3 separate regions of the Mus musculus genome follow, and regions 2 and 3 are each linked to region 1. The links are chromatin contacts, called in public promoter capture Hi-C maps. All regions are on one chromosome and are shown on one strand. The core of a region is the stretch at or near the end of the contact, and the rest is flanking DNA. Distances in the headings are between cores, read along the strand shown.

What was found. Promoter capture Hi-C pulls out the DNA fragments that hold promoters and counts their contacts. Capture Hi-C pulls out chosen DNA fragments and counts their contacts.
Region 2: a promoter capture Hi-C map of adipose tissue shows a contact between it and region 1. The contact joins the promoter of Vps9d1 here to the promoter of Pabpn1l in region 1. A contact is called at or near these places in 1 of 484 Hi-C or Micro-C datasets (bone marrow-derived macrophages), 4 of 115 datasets of contacts at active chromatin or transcription factors (embryonic forebrain, embryonic hindbrain, embryonic stem cells and 1 more) and 1 of 9 other capture datasets (adipose tissue).
Region 3: a contact with region 1 is called in a promoter capture Hi-C map of stem cell-derived epiblast-like cells, with 2.3 times the contacts expected there. The contact joins the promoter of Sult5a1 here to the promoter of Pabpn1l in region 1. A contact is called at or near these places in 14 of 39 promoter capture datasets (the 3T3-L1 cell line, 3T3-L1-derived adipocytes, HPC-7-derived erythroid cells and 8 more), 1 of 484 Hi-C or Micro-C datasets (bone marrow-derived macrophages), 3 of 115 datasets of contacts at active chromatin or transcription factors (astrocytes, effector CD8 T cells and large pre-B cells) and 2 of 9 other capture datasets (adipose tissue and liver).

The regions. Positions count from the first base shown.
Region 1 is chr8:122,620,893-122,624,900 of GRCm38.p6, reverse strand. Pabpn1l (poly(A)binding protein nuclear 1-like) reads left to right here and starts at 2,166. Exons shown (of 7, transcript NM_001007462.1): 1 at 2,166-2,467; 2 at 2,777-2,912; 3 at 3,186-3,253; 4 at 3,765-3,871; 5 at 3,969-4,008. The coding sequence starts at 2,225. It overlaps Mir6396 (microRNA 6396), which reads left to right and starts at 2,526; the gene lies at 2,526-2,636.
Region 2 is chr8:123,252,419-123,256,426 of GRCm38.p6, reverse strand. It overlaps Vps9d1 (VPS9 domain containing 1), which reads left to right and starts at 2,205. Exons shown (of 15, transcript NM_028200.2): 1 at 2,205-2,439; 2 at 3,747-3,822. The coding sequence starts at 2,341. It overlaps Zfp276 (zinc finger protein (C2H2 type) 276), which reads right to left and starts at 2,232. Exons shown (of 11, transcript NM_020497.2): 1 at 1,504-2,232; 2 at 417-720; 3 at 97-143; 4 at 1-8. The coding sequence starts at 1,711.
Region 3 is chr8:123,156,230-123,160,237 of GRCm38.p6, reverse strand. It overlaps Sult5a1 (sulfotransferase family 5A, member 1), which reads left to right and starts at 1,958. Exons shown (of 7, transcript NM_020564.3): 1 at 1,958-2,050; 2 at 2,651-2,799. The coding sequence starts at 2,658.

The DNA.
Region 1 (4,008 bases), core at 917-3,416:
TAGCTTACGGCTGGGGCCAAGTTCTTTGAGCTGTCCACACGAGGGAGATGGTGAGACCTGGCTGAGAAAAACAGCAAAGGCTTGAGGGGCACTGAGGGCCTGGTGGAGACACTGGGTCTGAGGGAACACTGAAGGGACACTCAAGGCCTGAGGGGTCACTGAGAGCCTCAGAGCGGCTCAGCAGAAAGACCCTTCTCTCCATCTGCTCCTGTGGCAACTGTGTCCTGGCTAAAGAGAAGGCTCCTCTTGAACCAGACACCCAGCCATAGCGCTTCAGGCTGCACCAGTAGCTGCCTGGAGGAAGCGACTGTCATTAGTACTGTGACCGGCTTGGAACATGGTGTATTTTTGAAGGCATTGTTGGGAAGGCCAGCATCGGGGTAAGCCTGTCCCTAGGCCAGGCGCCTGGCTGGAGCCCCACTGGGCCTGGCGTGTCAGCGATCTCAGGATAGCACAGAGAGGAGGGTGACAAAATTTTTCCACTGCAGACACTGAGCTCAGGGGGGAGACTGGCCAGGGAGGGCCTGAGCCCCATCCAGACGGCCTTGGCCTGGGAACGGCCCGCCATGCCCTGCCTTCCACATGGAAGTACAGGAAAAATCCAGGCCGGACCCCAAGAGAGCTTCATACAAAGAGATGGAGGGCGTGCAGGAGGACATCCGTGGCCGCTTGTCTATCCCTGTCCAGTCCATCCTGTATGGCCAGCTTGTTCTCAGTATAGATGTGGATGCTGCCCCTGAGCAGCTCTGGTTGGCCAGGAAAGACCTAGGGAAGAAACTGAAGCAGGGCTGGGGAGAGCCCAGTGCCACTCAGTCACTACATCTCAGGTCATGTGACTAGTCTCTACTCAGACTACATTATCTCAGGTCATGTGACTATTCCACAGAGTCTCCTTCTTTTATGAGGCATGGAACCCACACCAGTTTTTATTACTAGTGAGTTGTTTTCGACAGTACCTCACTTTGGATCCCAAGCCGGCCTTGAACTTGTGATCTTCCTGCCCCAGTACTGAGTATAAGTATGAGCCATCACATGAAGCGTGATACAGCTTTCAGCCACTTTGAAGAATTAAACGGTACATGAGGAGTCAGGCTAGGGTCAGAAGCACACAGTTTCTTAGGGCTGCACCAGCCACAGCTGCTCCCGCCTCGGCCTCCCAACCCCTCTGCCAATCCCAGGATGTGGGGGTGGCAGCCACCAGACTCCACTTACAATATAGCTAAACTAATCCCATCTCCTACCTGAGCCAGATTCTCAGAGAGACCCTATTGCCGAGCCTGGGGACAGGGTCACAGAAGACATGAGGCTATGGAGTCACCAGAAATTCCCTGTGGAGACCTCTTAGGGTCATGTTAACACACACAGCTGACTCAGAGGCTCAGCAGGGTAGCCTCAAGAATCATCGGTACCCGTGTCTAGCCAAAAGCCAGCAATATGTTTCTAGATCCGCCCCTCTGCTGGAAGCCCCAGTAAGGAGTCAATGGATGTAGGCTGGCAGGCAGCAGTCCTGGGAGGTGAGGGCAGAGGGGCAACAGATGAACAGGGCTGGGAACTGATGTACCCGCCTACAGCCTACACCGCCAAGTAGATGTCACCCAGGTTGTACAGCTCAGCCTGAGCCTTCCTTGTGGCAACAAGAACCATCTAACTAGTGCCTGGCTATAATAGACTCCCACCTAGGCCTGAACTCTTAGCCCTCGGGGGTGGGGGTGGGGGTGAAGGGGGTCGGGGGAAGGGGTGGCTTGCTCAAACTGACCCAATGTATCCTGACATGCACAGTGCCACCTCTCCCTGAAATCTGTCCTTTTCATAGGACAATTAGGTAGCTTGAACAAGATCCGATTATCAGTTAGGTTCTATTGTCAGAGCTGTGGTCAGGGCACGCGGCATATCCAGGTGACAGGCAGACTCCAGGAAGCTCACAGCGTAGCCATGGTCATGTGAGTCCCTGCCCACCCCGCTTTGGGCTCTCATCCACCCTCCCCTGAGTGTTTCAGGGATGCAGCTGGTGAAGAAGACAGGAGATATTCAACCTTTGACCCCTCTGGTCAGTAGCCTAGCCCAAGCTGGGAGGCCTTCTTAATCTTTAGGGCTTTAGTGAAAGCAGCTGGTCAGGGGGAGCACTTAAAAGGGAGGGCCACGGGGTAGATGCAGCTGCAGAGGTAAGCAGACCCAGAGAGGCAAGGCTCCCCAGGTCCGCCCTCCTCGCCTACCTCACCTACAGATGGAGCCTTACCTGAGCAATGAGCTCTTCCCACCCCCCACTGAAGCCTGGCTCCAGACGGTCTCCTCAGATCCTGAGGCCCAAGGTTGGGGGGCCTGGGGCAGGACTGAAAAGACCTCCTTGGTGCCAAGGGCTGGGAGTAGAGCAGGAAGTGACAAGGAAGCAGAGGAAAATGAAGATGCGAGCTTCCTTCTCTCCCTGCTGGAACCAGAGAACCTGGCCAAGTCCCCAGTATTCAACCAGGTAGCACCCCGTCACAAACCGTGCAGGAAGGTGTGGACCTGGGCATGGAGGGAGGAGCACAGGTGACTAGGGGCGAAGGAGCCAGTGCTTCAGACCTCAGAGGCCTCTCTGACTAGGGGGAGGTATCCGGGCAGGAGAGGTACCAGGGGCCTTAGCTCCTAGTCCTGGACTATGGCTACAGGAACAACAGGGTGATCTTGGTTATCCCCTAGTAGCTATGGCTTTCTGCCGGCGCTGGCTGGCCACACCTGCCCTCCATTCTAGAGGGGCCTGAAGGCCATCTCAAACTTACTGTGGCGTGGCCAACAGGAGTTGGAGGCCATCAAGCTGAAACTGTGGGCCATGGAGCATGCTGAAGCCCAGCCGGAGCCACCCTGTGTACAGAGAAAGGCCACAGAGGAAGAGAGGGCTGAGGTCAGACAGCTGCTGAGCCCTGAGACCGTAGGTAGGAACCTGGGACTCTCGCCAACCCTGTCCTCAGATGGACAACTGTCCTTCTAAATCCTTGACCACTTAGCTAAGACTCTAAACCCACCTGTGTTCAGTGGAAGAGTACTCGGCATGGGCTGCATATGAGGACAATTGAGGGAATACTCTGAATCGCACCCACAATCCACAGTGTGACCGCGGGAGCCTGGGCGACCTTCCCTGGGGGTCACGAGGAATGGGCTCCTCAATGAGGTCCTCCCGCTAGTTCTGAGGTTCTCTCTCCCTACAGACTGCTTCTTCTCTAGGACCTCCAAGGAAAATGTGGAGGCTGACCACAGATCTGTCTTTGTAGGCAATGTGAGTAGAGAGGGGGGTGGCGTGGTCATAGCCCTCCTAGGGTGTCTGCCCCCAATTAGGGCATTTAGCTGGGCAGACCCCTCCACGACTGGCCTGGGTGGAGCTGGCTATGAGTTTGAGGCAGGAGGCTATGGAGTTGTAAATGCAAGTGTCTCCAAGGCCAAAGTGGGAGGCCTGGTGCAGAGGGAAGGTAAAACCCACGGGGCCGAATAGTGCCCAGGCCTTGACTGTTCATTCAACCGAAGGTGAGGTCAAGCATTCAGGTTTAATGGGCCACATACCCGGCATGTGCTAATTCCTGAGACCCAACCAGCTGTCCACACAGGAAACACTTAACTGTCTCTCAGCACTGAACCCTGGGCAGGAGTGGATACAACTTCAGCCCATGCCCAGCCAGGGGCCAACCAACCTTGGGGGGGGGGTCCCTCCAACCCCTTTCTGCCACAACGCCTCAGCAGGAGGGAGACGGGGATAGCCCAGCACTTATACCAGGTACCCTTTCTGTGAGCAGGTGGATTATGGTGGCTCAGCTGCAGAGCTGGAGGCCTACTTCAGTCCCTGTGGGGAGATTCACCGGGTCACTATCCTGTGCGACAAGTTCTCTGGACACCCCAAGGGGTCAGTGTCGGGCTATGGCAGGCTGGGCAGTGTGGGTGGGGCTGGAGCTAGCCCCTCACTCCTTGCTCCAATGTTCACCACCTCTGTCCTCCCCCAGCTATGCATATATAGAGTTTGCTTCGCACAGATCTGTCAAG
Region 2 (4,008 bases), core at 956-3,455, 630 kb before region 1:
CAGGTCAGCTGAGGAGAATCAACAGAGATGTCAGGCTCACCGTGGCCAGCGCTAGGCCCTCCCTGGGACGCCCACCCTGGCACAGATAGCACTCACCCACACATGCTCCCTCCTCTGCCACTGTGGTAGGCTGAACACCAACCCTGCAAAGCATCAGTGGCCACAGTTTAGGAACCTCTCAAGGTCACAAACGTCTTCCACAGGGCCCCTCTGTCAGCTGCCCTGGTTCCCTCTCTCCTAAGTGATAGCTCTTCACCCTCAGATCTCTGCAAACATTGCCACCACAGCACCCCATTGTAACACCATGAGCTTTTGTATGCTAGCTTTTGTCCACCCCAAGTCACTGCCTTAAGTCAACACCTAGAACACAGGGTGACGAACCCCTAAAAGTCCCTAGAAATCCAACAAGGGCCTACTTTGTACAAGGCTTCCTCTGGCCAGCTGGGGAGACGTTGACTCTCTGTAAGAAGGTCCTGAGAAGGCTGTGGCACTGATAGAATTGGGTGTAGCAGTTCTTGCAGACAGACTGAGGCAGGGCTGGGTCCTGGTGCACAGCGACACCCAGCAGACGCTGGAAGTCCCTAATGAAGACACGCTCTCCTGGGGACAGTCTTTCTGAAGTCTCCCCAGGCACTCTGTCAGAGATGCTTCGGAGGCTCCGTGAGGAAAACTTCCCATGGCAGAGTCGACAATGCCCCATAGCGAGAGTCCGGCCTGCTCCTGCGCAGAGAAGCAAATGTGACATAAGCGAGGTACTCGCAGTGCAAGGGCCACTCTTCCCCCTGGCCTCCGAACACTGCAAGCAGAGAAGTGCCCGCACCAGGCTTCCTAAACACAAGAGTAGCGGGACTGGGACTCGGGAGCTGGCCTTCCTCACTGAACACTCAATATTCAAGGAACCCCAGATGCCTACAACGAAGATGAAACTTAACATCCCTATTCTGAAAATGTGTCCAAGCCGTGCCTCAAGAAACTAACTCACTGTTCATCCCTGTCCATCTATAGGTGCCCTGCCTGCAGCATGTGCATGATGCCACCCAACTGCCCCTAGTGGGAGTAAAGGACAGCTTACATAGGAAAGCCATTCTCAGATGACTGAAGAACACCACACTAATGTGATGCACATGGAGGCTGTTAACCTAACTAGCTGCTGCTTGTTCACAAACTCGCAGCCGCACAAGGAACAAGCAGTTAGTTCACTTAACTCAGTTCCCAACGCAGGTTAGGTTATAGGCCTGTTTTAACCATCAAGAAACTGGGGTTCAGAAAAAGTTAAGCAATTACCCTAAAAGTCCATAGCACGAAGAGCAAACTTGAAGCCACACCTGTGTGCCTTCAAATCTTACGCACTAAATAGCAGCGACACAGAGCTGTCTGGGCGGCAGAGGAAAGGGCCTCTATCGGCAGTTCTCCAGAGGGCCCGCGTTCTCCAGAACCAGGAGGCCTGGTTTGCTCTCATTATCACTAAGCTCGCACCGGGGCCCGAGGACGCCTGGAACCCACCAGCTTCGTCTGTACCGTCGTCGCCTGTGTCCCCGCAGGAGCGTGTCATCGAGCCCCAGCTGAGCTGAGCAGCCGCCCCGTCAGCGCTCGTTCCGCCGCTGCGAGAAGGGCGACCCCGAGTCCGACCGCTTCCACAGCCGCCGCCCGAACCCCCGCGCTGCCGAGCTATTCCGGGAGACAGGAAGCGGCCGAGGCGGTCCCGCTTCATGGTGGTAGGCGACACTCGCTCCCTGCTCCGCGCTGCTCGGTGTGGCTCGGCCCCCTGACTTCTTGCTAGAGCGGACTTAACTTGGCACACTCCGTGCCGTTCCGCTACTCTCCGCCGCGCTGCCCCGCTCCGCTCGGCTCCCCGAGATCGGAGCCGGAGGAAGCGAGGGCTGCAAGGAAGCGAGGAGCGGTCTGGGGAGCCACAGCGGCCGCGGCGGGGTCAGGAGCCCGGAGTTCTTCGGGTCTCTCGGAACTCGCGACAGGCCCTTAAAGGAGGGGCAGCCCGGAGGGTGAACGGCCGCGGACTGCCGCCCGGGCGGTGGCGCACAACAGAAACCCTTCAGAGCAGTAGCTCTCCCCGCCAGCCTTCCCGTCCGCGCTCGCAGCAAGTTGGCCGGAGGAGGTGACAAGAGCCACTGACCCCTCCGGTCCCCTAAACCCAAGTCTGCGCGGCGGGGCGGGGCGCGGCGGGGCGGGGCAAGGCCGGCGGAAGTGTGTCCGGGTCCCCTTCCGGCGGTGCGCAGCTCCTGCGCCTCCCTCAGCTCCGCGCTCCGCGTTCCGGTCTGGAGGCGTCCGCCCCGTCCCGCCCCTGCCGCCGCGGCCTCCCGCTCCCCGCCCCCGCCCAGCGCCATGGCCGCTGCGGCCGGGGACGGCGGGGCGAAGCCACTGCAGAGCGCCATGAAACTGGCCAACAAGGCCATCGAGCTAGACACCGGCAACCGGCCCCGGGTGAGGCTGGGAGGGTCGCGGAAGCAGCTCTGGGAGGCCCTTTGCCCCTGGTGGGTGGGCGAGGGCGGGCGTGTAGAGGGATTCGGCGCTCCCGATGCGCGCGGCGGCGGCGGCGGCTCTGGGACCGCGCCCGGAGACCCGGGGCCCGGAGGCTAAGGGCGCCGAGCTCTGCGGGGACCTGGAACAGCTCAGCTCGCACTGGGCCTAGATTTACCTGTGTGATGAGGCGGTGTGACATAAGGAGGAGGTTCTGTTTGCAAAGGACCTACATCCAAGATGTAGATGACAGATGTGTGTGTGTGTGTGTGTGTGTGTGTGTGTGTGTGTATTCTTGACAGAGTCTGTGTAGAGTTAATCTAGAAAAGACCCGACTGTTGGCTCATTCAGGATGCTGCTGCTGTCTGCAGTTGCCTTCAAAGGTCATTTGTAAAGAAACCCAGGCACAAAAGGGGTGTGGCCTGTCACTGAGAATAACTGCTAATTAAAAGGATGGCAACAAGGTAGAAAAGCCGGCTGGGCCACCCAGAGCTTCCATAGGACAGGACGAATCACTGGTTGTCCAGTGCCCCAACTTAGTTTTCTAGGGCACCCTCACAAGACCAGAATCCTACCTGAAACCCATTTTATCTGAAGTGCTGAGCTAATTAAAGTTGGGTAATTTTGACAACGAGTAAAACGAAACACATACAGACCAGAGTGCGTTCTGTCTTGAGCTGTCACAGAGCCCAGAGCAGAGGGGTCACACAGCTGAAACCTGCAGCTCGGTGCTCTGGGCTCCTTTGAGCAGAGGGAATTATTCTGGAGTCTGTAGAATGTTATTTCTTCACCTAAGCCAAAACTTGAGATTGACAGATGAGCCCTTATCCTCTCCTCAGATTTCAGGAAGTGCTTTTCATGAGACATGGAAAGACTGCTAGTCTTTGAGTTGCACAGGAAGAGAACTTTGTCACACAGAGTGGAAACCCTTATTGCTGCTCAGGCAGCTCTGTGGAGCCTCCTGACTGAAGCTCAGCTCCTTCATGTGGTGGATAGTAATGAGAGGAGAGGTGTGTCTGTCTGGGAACTCCTCAGCACAGTGTTGAAGGAAGGAATTCTTTGATTTTTTGTTCTGTTTGATATCTTTTTCCCTTCAAGTCTAGACAGTATAGATACCATCTGTGTCCTAGCTGGACCATCCATCACTGAAGCCTAGAAGGAAGTCTTGTCAAAAAACAAGCAGGCACTGTTGGTCCTGCAGTTGTATCTGGGCATTCACCAGGCAGGCAGGATGCAGGCCTGACCACTGCTATTCTCTCCCCTGCATCTAGGAAGCGTACGTGGAATACCTGCGCAGCATCCACTACATCTCCCAGGTATTGCTCGAAGACGTGGAAAACACTACAGGTATGCCTTCAGACTTGCTACTCCTCTCATGATAGCAAAATGGTGCCCCCACCCACCCACCCATGCCCTTGCCCACCAGCTGGCACCGCCAAATGTTTTCAGATGAGGGCGGGGAACTGTCTCCTTTTCTGCCTTCTGAGGTTTTCCAGAGGTCTCCTGTCTCTTTCCAACCTGGTCCTTATCGTT
Region 3 (4,008 bases), core at 709-3,208, 540 kb before region 1:
CATATTCATTCCATAACAGAAGTTATATGAATTAAATCTTTTAAAAATATTTTAAACTTACATGTGTGAGTGTTTAGCCTGCACATACATATTTGTACCATCTGGTGCAGTGACTTTGATGGCCAGAAGAGTGTCCTAGTCATAAAACCCCCTAGAATTGGAGTTATAGATGGTTGTGAGCCACCATGTGGGTACTGGGAACTGAATCCAAGTCCCCTGCAAGAGCAGGAAGTGCTGTTAATTGCTGAGCCATCTCTCTAATCTCCCACTGCTTTTGAGACAGGGTCTCCTGTAGCTCAGGCTGGCCTTAAAGTCAATGTATAGCTGATGACCTTAAATATTTGACTCTCCTCTACCTCCTGAATGCTGGGATTGTAGGCATATGTCACCATGTTTGTGCAATGGCACATATGCCACCATGTATGTGCATTGGCATGTATGCCACCTTGTATGTGCAATGGCGGAGACTGAATCCAGGGTTCCCGAACGCCAGGTAAGCACTCTTCCGACTGAGCCCCATCTTCAGCTCTTCTATATGAATCACACTTCAAGAAAGCTATCACAGCCGGGTGGTGGTGGCACACGCCTTTAATCCCAGCACTTGGGAAGCAGAGGCAGGCGGATTTCTGAGTTCGAGGACAGCCTGGTCTACAAAGTGAGTTCCAGGACAGCCTGTAGGACTATACAGAGAAACCCTGTCTTCAAAAAACAAAAAAACAAACAAACAAAAAAGAAATCTATCACAACTAGAAACAGCCCTGATGTCCGTAAACATACGGTGAGCAGGTGAACACTTACCTATTCAACACAACACAGCCGCGTGGAAGAACTGTCCATACACACAATGACATGGATGAATGTCGTAAGCAACACAAGGAGCAGGGAACAAACCCAGACACAAGGCTGTGCATCGTGTGGCCTTCAACAACAAGGGAAACAAGAGGTGATGACAGGCTTGAGTAACTTATCGGGGGAGGACACGGGTTTATGGTAAGAAGGAGGCCTGAACTGTTTTATATGTCCCAGTCGTGACTGTGGTAGTCACATGGTGTGTGAATTAGTGAAATCAATTTAGCTGAGCCTTTGGAGAACTTGGCTGTAGTCTCTGTGGGTTGCGTGTGCTGATTTCTCCCGGGCAAGGTCTGAGAAGAGGAATCAGGACCAGAGTTACACTTTAAAGGACAGCCAAGGACAAACAGACACCGGGTCAGTGTGTGCTCTGTGGGTGTGTGTTGATACACACACCGTTTCCTACCTATAAGACAAAGAGGATGAGGACCCTTGGGTACTCCCCTGCAGCAGAATGGATCAAAAACAAACCAGAAGCCCAAACCAACCAAACAGAAGAACACAAATCTCCTAAGCAAATGGAAGAAGTTTTGTTGTGTTGTATACAAATCCCCTGGACTCTGGTTGTAAGTGGCCCTGTAGGCAGAGAGACATTTTCATGCTGGCTGGCAGCTGCCTAATGAGAACATGAGACAAGGGAATCTGGTGGTTGGCAGCTGGAGGTGGCGGGAGATGGAAAAGTCTTCACGGATGTACTCTGTCAGAGCTGGTTGCTTTGTACTGTATCTTACCACAAATGTCAAAATTATATAAACTGCATGGTGGGTCCTAGGGTGGTAGAGAAAGCTGCCTTCTGTTGTCAGAATACAAGAAAGGGACGGTGCACTGCCTCTTCCTGGCCCCTTCCTGGCCCCTTCCTGGCCCTTCCTGGCCAGTGCTCCACAGGGGAGCATTGTTGAAACAGGAAAATTGTGTCATTCCCAGACACTGTTAAACTTATTTTTTGAGCACCTTAGTCTGCTTGAAAAATAGGTTTTGTCCCGAAGATTATCCGCTTATTGCTTGCCTATGGGGGCGCTCTTCCCAGCCCCTCCCCCAAATGGGTCTGGTTGGGGGCGGGGCACCCTGCAGTCTTCTGCCCCAGGGCCCTGCAACGCTAGGGTGGAGCCTCTTTGGAGGTGCCCAAGTAGAGCCTGAGCCACATTTCCTAGGTCTGGGCTGCGTGCGCACAGCCAGGTACCACTGGAAGAAGGACTTTGTGGTAAGTAGGGGATCCCGAGGAAACAGGGGAGGTGGGGCTTCTGTCGGAGGCTGCTCCAGGATTCAGTAGAAACATTCCTGTCAGCCCAGTCTGGGCAGCTGTAGAGCAAGACTGGAGGGGGGCTGTGGGTGGGAGCTGCTTGCTCTCTAGATGGGGCCTTTAGATACCGATCCCACTATGCTTTGGGGCCGAGACAAGCAGCTCTCAAGTCCGCAAGGATGTTCATGATCCATCACAACCACACACTTTCGAGGTGTAGCCCTGCATACAGATGGCCAAGAGCTGGTGGCTAGGGCAGAATTCTGCAAGCAACCAGCCACACTCTCAAGGCCAGACAGATGCCACTGTCATTCCAAGGCCATAGCACAGAGGTCTATATCCTCTGATGGGGTTGGGACCTTTCTTGGGCCAGACGACAGACAAGTCTGTCCAAGGTTCTAAGATGGTCCTGCAATGATGCCTGAGAGCAATAACAGTAGCCACTGGGTGTGGACCTATCTCAACACTTTCATGATGGAATGGCAGACTGGCCTGTATCTACTGGAAAGAGCTTGGGCCCTCGGTAACAGACTTCCTCACCTCCAGCCCTGTTCCGCACAGCACCAGCATGACTGAGCGCATGAACACCACTGAAATCTTCGATGGCGTCCGCTTCCCAGGATTCATACACACCCCAGAGTCCCTGAAAGCGGCTTGCTCCTTCCAGTTCCAGGACACAGACATCCTCTTGGTAACATTTCCCAAGTCAGGTGAGAGACAGACTGGGACAAGGAGCCTGGACAATCCAACACCAGGGCTTCCTGCCACCCATAGTGCCTCAGTCCCCTTCTCGGCACTGTAGACACCCGGGCCCTCTCTGTCACCTGTGACTGGTATAAGCTGTAGGGCTGCCTTTCTGGCTTGAGTCAGTACCAGCTGTATGAAGCCCCTCACTAGCCTCCTTGGCTGGTTGTTCCTCTTTCTAATAGCCTCAGAAGCACAGGGTATCCTGGGTACAAGCAGCCCCCCTCTCCCCCTGTACCTTGGTCAGGTTCACACAGACTTCTTGTAATCTCTCTGCACTTGCTTGAACGTGTTTCTGAGGCCATGGGAGGAATGCTGGGGGGGGGGGGGTGAAATGGGGTGTGTGCTGAGAATCTGGCTTTATTCTTAGGCGGGTGGTCCTTGGGGGACAAAGCTTTTCCTTGTCCTGAATCATGCTGGGGTGAATGGTGTACATCACCCCAGTGAAGTATGTTTATGTGGGGCACAGGAACTCCCTAATCCCATAAGACTGCCTGGTCTACTCTCCTCCAGTGTGCTCAGGGTAGCAGCATAGCTCTGCAGACCCTGCATAACCATCCTCCCCATCCTGAATCCGTCAGGATAGGCACATAGGGCATAGTTTGCTTTTGTCTCCTGGACATAGCCCAGCTAGGACACAATGCCACTGAGAGCAAGATCTGCTTCATGTGACTTGGCCACCAGGGCCACCTGGACTGTAGTGACTTAGGTAAGTCAGCAATTCAGCAGATAGGGCCAAGCAACCCTCCTATACTCCACATTCCTGACAGTCTTCCCCTCACACCAGACCCCCTTCCCCTCCACCCTGCATAGTTGTCCCAAGTTCCAGCCCTGCCCCACCCCCCTCCTACTCCCTGGATCCGATCCCTCCATTCACATCTTAACATATCTACCCAGGGGCCTGGTCTGTGGGCTGGGCTTCCCACCAGAAAGAATGCAGTGGGTGGGCTGGGATCTGTCAGACTGCGCCTCCAGCCTCAGTATATCTTAAAGGATAGGGCAGCAGAGCTATGGGATCCTGGATCCAGGCTGTCACTGTCCCTGTATGTGGGCAGGGGGTGGGGACCGATCATCCCACTATAAGTACGAGATCCCATCCTCGCAGAGCAGGCAGGTTCTGGCCTGTAGCGGAAAGATACCTTGCTGAATCTTATCACATGTCCCTGAACTGGGCC